Regions from separate parts of the Pelodiscus sinensis genome. Here region 2 is linked to region 1. Evidence: chromatin contacts called from public Hi-C data. All regions are on one chromosome and are shown on one strand. The core of a region is the stretch at or near the end of the contact, and the rest is flanking DNA. Distances in the headings are between cores, read along the strand shown. Region 1 holds the start of STIM1 (stromal interaction molecule 1). Region 2 holds the start of LOC102463239 (sodium-dependent proline transporter-like).

Evidence for each region. A called contact is a pair of places that touch in the nucleus more often than the background predicts.
Region 2: a Hi-C map of liver shows a contact between it and region 1, with 5 times the contacts expected there. The contact joins the promoter of LOC102463239 here to the promoter of STIM1 in region 1. A contact is called at or near these places in 3 of 5 Hi-C or Micro-C datasets (liver and an unstated tissue).

Annotation. Positions count from the first base shown.
Region 1 is chr1:325,904,629-325,908,413 of ASM4963464v1, reverse strand. It overlaps STIM1 (stromal interaction molecule 1), which reads right to left and starts at 2,027. Exons shown (of 14, transcript XM_075919691.1): 1 at 1,896-2,027.
Region 2 is chr1:326,120,551-326,124,041 of ASM4963464v1, reverse strand. It overlaps LOC102463239 (sodium-dependent proline transporter-like), which reads left to right and starts at 1,790. Exons shown (of 18, transcript XM_075919697.1): 1 at 1,790-1,909; 2 at 1,912-1,941. The coding sequence starts at 1,792.

The DNA of each region.
Region 1 (3,785 bases), core at 778-3,277:
TCTCTGTGGCTCAAAATGCTGCAGCATCCAAGTTTTAACTATTCAGTAAAGCACAGCCTCAATTCACTTGCAGATTCTGAACCGTTTAGAAAGACTAAAATAAACCAAACTTGTTTAAAAGGAATTTTTTTGGTCAGCTAAATATGCATGTGGCAACTTAAAGCTTTAATTTAAATTTCATAAAACATGCATTTTAATCCAATACCTTTAAAGAGCAAGATATTTGCTAAGACACTAATGCACACTCTTTTAGAGATGTAGAGAAGAAACCTTAAAAAGCTTCCATGCCACAGTTTTTTTAGAACAGAAGAAAAAATAAAAACATGCCAAAACAATGACACCTTATTCAGCTGGAGGCTAACAAAGGTGGAGACCTGCCAGCTACCAGGTAAACTATCCCTTTCTTTGCTAGCACTCCCTTATAAAAAAAAAAAAAAAAGTGGTCAATCGCCCACAACGGGTTCCTCTGCTCCCACCTCAGCAGCACGAAACTGCAGTAGTTTTAAACCTGTTTCAGGGGTGTCTTATCTGTGGTCTCTCCGGGTTAGTATCTCTACCCAGGGCAGATTTCTCAATTCAATCCAAAAGGCATCTGAACCATTTAATCCAAACTTTGGTTTTCACTCAGTTTTGACCAAGCTTTCTTTACGAACGCCAGCAAATCTCAGTTTATCTTTGGGATTTCCAGGTCACTGTATTTTATCAGCAGCTCTTCTCCAACTCAACAATTTGCTGGAATCTCTCTTCGTTTGGCCCAGTTTATTTCCAGCACAGCTCTCTTTCTAGAGTTGTGTGATGATCTAGCCTAGGCCTCTTAGCTATGATAGGCTATTTTAGGCTATTTTTCCTTTTATCCCCATTTAAATCAAGGCAACTGTTCAATCACGGATTTTCCTAGGAAAGTCTTTTCGAGGATAAGGTAAGAAATCCCAATAGTTCCCAGGCCAGCTCTCACTCGTCAGACCTAGAGCCTATCAGGAGAGTTCAACTCCAGTCTTCTCCCGGAACAGCGGCTGATCCAGTAGGCCTGCCTTCTCCCTGGATTAGCCCCCCTTGCTCCTGGGGCTGCTCTCACTTGGCAGGCCTGGAATGTCTGGGACAGATCCAGATCATTAATGCTGGTTCCAGTCCCTCTGACCAGAACCTTCCCCCCCTTCCACAATTCTTCCCTTCCCCCACAGACCCTCAGCAATGGTCTCAGCCACACTAACCCTTAACCTCCCCCCTACCCCGTTAAAACTGTCTCACTAACCCTCATCCTTCCCCTACCCTGCTAGCAATGGTGTCACCTGCACTAACCCTTAACCTCTCCCCTCAGTCCATAAGCAATGGTCTCACCCACCCTAACCCTTAACCTCCCCCCTCAGCAATGGTCTCACCCACACTAACCCCTAACCTCCCCCTGTTCCCCTCAGCAATGGTCTCACCCACACTAACTTAGGCTCTCCCCATAACCCCTCAGTAATAGTCTCACCTGCACTAACCCTTAACCTCCCCCTGCGCCCCTCAGCAATGGTCTCACCCGCACTAACCCTTAACCTCCCCCTGTGCCCCTCAGCAATGGTCTCACCCGCACTAACCCTTAACCTCCCCCTGCGCCCCTCAACAATGGTCTCACCCACACTAACCCTTAACCTCCCCCTGCGCCCCTCAGCAATGGTCTCACCCGCACTAACCCTTAACCTCCCCCAGCAATGGTTGCACCCGCACTAACCCCTGACCCCTCCAGCAATGGTCTCTCCCGGGCAGCCCTCCGCAATGGTCTCTCCCGGGCAGTCCTGTCAGCAGCAGGCTCGCCGTCGCCCCGCTCCCTGCGCCCGGTGGTCTCTCCCGCCGCCCCCCCCGCAGAGGTCTCTCCCCCCCGCGGGCGGACCCCCGCCCCGGCGGCCGGTTACCCCGCTGTCGCCACCCAGCTCCGGAGCGGGCTCCAGCGCCGCCGCTGCCGCCGCACGCTCGGACACTGACAGCGGAGGCGCCAACCGCCGCGCCGCCAAACGGGGCGGGGCAGGAACCAGGGGAGGTCCCGCCCCGTCCCTCATGCAGCCAATAGGCGACGGCCCTATGGCCCCGCCCCCTGGCGGGCTCCGCGCTGCCCCGCAGCGGCCTCTGGCGGGGAAAGTCAGGGGCTGCAGGCGGTGGCGACTCACGGACCAGGGCGGCAAAGTCTATGAGCTAAGCAGAGCCCGGCGGGGGCGGCGGCCGGAAGGGAGACGGCGGCGGTGGCTGTTCTGCTGCGCGCCCGGAGGGGCTGGGTGGTACTGGGAGGAGGGGCTAGCTTGGTGACTGGCTGTGTATCTTGGAGCGCCCCATGCTCCTGCTCTGGCTGCAGTGAGCACGGGGGAGCTTAGTGCAGGCAGGACTTAACATAAGAACAGCCGTACTGGGTCAGACCAAAGGTCCATCTAGCCCAGTATCCTGTCTGCCGACAGTGGCCAGCACCAGGTGCCCCAGAGAGGGTGGACCGAAGACAATGATCAAGCGATTTGTCTCCTGCCATCCCTCGCCAGCCTCTGACAAACAGAGGCCAAGGACACCATTTCTATCCCCTGGCTAATAGCCTTTTATGGACCTAACCTCCATGAAATTATCTAGCTTCTCTTTAAACTCTATTATAGTCCTAGCCTTCACAGCCTCCTCTGGCAAGGAGTTCCACAGGTTGACTACACGCTGTGTGAAGAAGAACTTTCTTTTATTAGTTTTAAACCTGCTATCCGTGCTGCCACCCCACTGGAAATGTGCCCTAGCAGAAAGCTCCCGCAGACTTTTGGCCAGTCTCCTGCGGGCAGGGCTGTAAGTCCTACTGCTCAAACACTAGGCAACATCCTGGGGGGACCTGCCACCGCTCCCCCATCTTTGGCTGAAAGGGGCCCGGTGCAGTAACTCCTCGCTTCAAGTGGTAGTTCTGTTCCTCAAGGCTGCTACTTTAAGCCACACGATGTTAAGTGAATCCAATTCCTCTGTGAGAATTAATGTAAATGGGGGGATTTTTTTAATTGACAGATAAGTTGTTTAAGTTTTAAATAATTTGAAACAATGTAACCCTCTACTCACCAATGATGAGTGTGAAGCATGGGTGAGGCAGGGGGTGTAGTGGGGTCAGGGCACAGGAGACAGCCCTCCTCTGCCTACTGGCGTTCCAGCTGGGGTGCAGGGTTAGCTCTGGGGGCTTGCCCCATTCTGCCCACTCAGGGCTTCTGCCAGAGAGTGGAGCGCCTGCTCCCCACCTGAAATGCTGGGCAGGCGGAGGGGGGGTAAGCCCCTTCATCCCAACCCTGCTCCCCAACTGGAACACTGGGCAGGCAGAGCAGCGCAAGCCAGACAACCTTATAACAGAACATTGCCTGATTTTAAACAGGTATGTTCTCTACTAGATCACCAAACAATGCTAACTGGGACAACTTTAAGTGCTAGAAATGTAGCCGTGTTAGTCTGGTGCAGCTGAAACAAAAAACAGGACTGTGTAGCACTTTAAAGACTAACAAGATGGTTTATTAGGTGATGAGCTTTCGTGGGCCAGACCCACTTCCTCAGATCAAATAGTGGAAGAAAATTGTCACAACCATATATACCAAAGGATACAAATAAAAAAAATGAACACATATGAAAAGGACAAATCAAATTTCAGAACAGAAGGGGGATGGAGGAGGGGAAAAGGGGGAAGGTAGATGTCTGTGAGCTAATGATATTAGAGGTGATAACTGGGGAAGCTATCTTTGTAATGGGTAAGATAATTAGCGTCTTTATTCAAATTTGAGTGTAAAGTGTCGAATTTAAGCATGAATGAC
Region 2 (3,491 bases), core at 541-3,040, 220 kb before region 1:
TTTCACCAGCACTAGAGTCCCACCACATTTTTGAGCAAGAGACTGAAAGTTAACGAGTCATAAGCTCTTTCAGATTGCGAGGTTGGCGGAACCGTGTGTCACACCCAACACTGTTGTTGCTACTCCTGGCCTGTGGCTTTTCCCAGCGGGTGGAGATGCTGCTGAACCTGCAGTACTCTGCTGGCTCCTTGCCTCCCCTGGAGACTTTAACTCGGAGGGGGCAGAGGTCCTACTTGTACTGAAAACAGAATCAATCCCTTTTCCATGTTCTGCATTATCAGTGTTTCCCCTCCCCCTCCCTTGAGATATCCTTACATGTCCTGTCTCACAATGAGCATAATGCAGCACCTTCATCCCCTACTAGTGATGCAGTGATTATTCTTCCAGGGCATTCATTTCTGTGGGAAGTGCTGTAAGTATAACGCAGGCAAACCCTGGGCTACCCATAGGCTAGAGAAGACAATAGCTAAAAGGGTTAAAACTTGGCTTTGAAACACCCATGTTCTGTGAGGTCACTGTTTGAAATCCTGGCACTGTGGCTCAACCCTCAAATAAAATGAGTTCCAGAGACTTTACTGTACAAGACCATAATAACTAGACTTTGGCAGAATTTGATTTTTTTAAATACAGTTTTAATGTTTAAATTTTAAGCGTTTTTATGTTTATCCGTTTAATTTTAGCAGACAGACAACACTATGGGGTTCAGCTTTTTTATCCATTTAAATATGAAAACTATGTGGTCATCAAACAATGGGGGGAGGGTGGTAGCTATTTAATGATAATAGATATTGAGATTCAAAAGTTACAGCTTTATAGTTGAATACAAATTGTCAACAACACGTCAAAGTATACAAAGTAGCTATCCTGCAGTCAAGTTCTACTAAATTTTCAAGCAGTATTTTTCAGACTTTACCTATTTGTAACTTGTTTAATCAATTTGTGCCTGTATGGTGAAATTGACGCTTACCAACATTTACTAATTAAAATCCTGGCCTTCCAAGCCTTAATAAATATCTGAGGTTTTATCTGCTCTGCATGCATCTAGAGCAGTGGTTCCCAAACTTCTTTTCGGCTTCATGCCCCCTTTTGGATTTTTGAGAAACCCTCACGCCCTCCCTCCCCACCCCCAATAGCAGCAAAACTTGTTGAGGAAAAAAAAAGGAAATGACTGGACTGGGACCAAAAAACAAAAATAGCAGCAAAACTTGGGAGGGAGGCTAATGGGGGAGGCTTGGTCGCCTCGCCCCTCCCCCCCAGAATTTCTTCATGCCCCCCCCAGTTTGGGAACCCATGATCTAGAGGATAGGGACCAGCTTTCCAGAGGTGCTGAGCACCTGCGGCTCTCTTTGACTTCAGCTGGCATTGCAGCTGCTCAGCGCCTCTGAGAATGAAACATTATAATACTCTTGTAATTAACCAAACCAATCACTAGAGGTCACTGATTCAAAATGAAAAACAATCCAGAAATTCATTTGTGCTGAGGGAATTAAAATAAAAAATTAAAACTCAAAGAGAAAAGCTAACACTATACAAAAATGAGAGTTGCAATGAGATGTGGAGACATCAAGAGATGGGGAATCCATCATTTCCAAAGGTAGTTTGTTCTGGTGGTTAATCACTCCCACTGTTCAAAATGTGAGATTTATTTCTAATTTGCATTTGCACCAGCAAGCAAATCTTTGGGGTCACTGCATCAACCCAGAGAGAGCAGAAGCTGTCAGGAGCTGAGGCCCAGGACTTCTCAATTTTTATTCTAAACTTTGTTTCCATTTTACTTCAACAGGAAAAAAAATGAGAGAAGAGGAGAGACAACAAATAATTGATGGATGTAATCAGACCTGTTCTGCAGTGCCATCTGCTTTCCCATGGCCACCTCATGCTCTACTCTCTAGTGTAGCTCTGCCCTGCAGCATTTCAGTAGCTCCAGCATTTGGAATGCAGGTAGGTGACTGTAGTGTGCCTTGTAAGCATACACCAGGCCTCGCACAGTTGATTAAAGTTGTGCATAGTCACGTGCAGAGAAGTGTACATTTTAAAAAGGTGGGGTTTTCTTAATGGACAGTTGATGTGGTGTGCATGGGCAATGTACCTCATTCAATGCATGCCATGTCTCCTTCATGGAACCTTTTATGCCTGCCTATCTGGGTGTATACATAATACCCAAGTGGCTAGGAGGATGTGCAGCTTGCAGTGCAGGTCTCACCCAGTAGCTCTTATCTCATTCACTGCCTATCCTATGAAGGACACAATGAGGAGAGTTCTGTAGTTGTACAGGTTGAACCTCTCTAGCCCGGCACCCTCAGTACCTGACTGGTGCTGAACCAGAGAATGTGCCGAACCACGGAAAGTCAATATTGTCTAGCAGTGTTACCAACACTTCCACTGCTTTCTGGACATATAGGGGTAAAGTAGAGCTAATTAACAGCACAGAACACTGAGAGCCAGGACTGGTGGCTATAAACAAACTTTATGGGACCACGGATACATGCCCATGATAAGTGGGCATCTGGCTAACTAAAATCATGGCAGACCACGGATGTTATCAGACCAGAGAGTGCCAAACTAGAGAGGTTCCAACCCGCAGTGATTTTTGGACCTCCTTCCTGTGGACTTTGTGGGTGTCTCTACACTACCACCCTAGTTCGAATTAGGGTGGTAATGTAGGCAACCGGAGTTGCAAATGAAGCCCGGGATTTGAATTTCCCGGGCTTCATTTGCATATTGCCAGGCGCCGCCATTTTTAAATGTCCGCTAGTGCGGACTCCGTGCCGCCCGGCACGGACTAGGTAGTTCGGATTAGGCTTCCTATTCCAAGCTACCGTTACTCCTCGTTCTGCTTGAGAACTTTAGTAGAGTTTGATTTAAGGATATTTAATTTGTATATGTTGATGTGTGTTGTCAGTGTGTCAGAGTTACAGAGGTTTTAACTTTTTAAATCTCTGCTACTGTCATTCAATAACTGCTGTCTGATATCCTCCTTATAACTTTCCACAGTGGTCAAGATGTAAATACAGACACATTTTAGATGTTTAAAACTAAACATTAGTACTATCCATTTAAATTAATACAAACTAAAAATTGAATTCTAAAAATGCAAGTTCAGGTTGCATGGAGATACCCCAAAGTAGAAAATGTTTGATACAGTTGACAAATACTTGAACATGTGTTATTTCCCTGTATACAGTGCACACTGTTTTCTACAGCCTTGTAAAGAGCAGTGGGTTAAGCAATGGCCTTTTAGGACACCACCCTCATTCACTGTGTCTTTCGTGGACTTTTGAGCATGCATATATTATTTATCCATGAGATTCTCAATGTTCTTTTAAGACAGTGTTTTTGGTGACATCAGTATGTATCTCAAAGGCAAGGGAAGCTTCGTGTGAGGTCATTATAAAGGACTTTGAGACACATTCCTTGGCTCTGGAGATAAGAATAGCAGTACCTGTTGGGCAGCTAAATAAATTCTGCCTGAGAGCTTCTGCCCAGGCTTA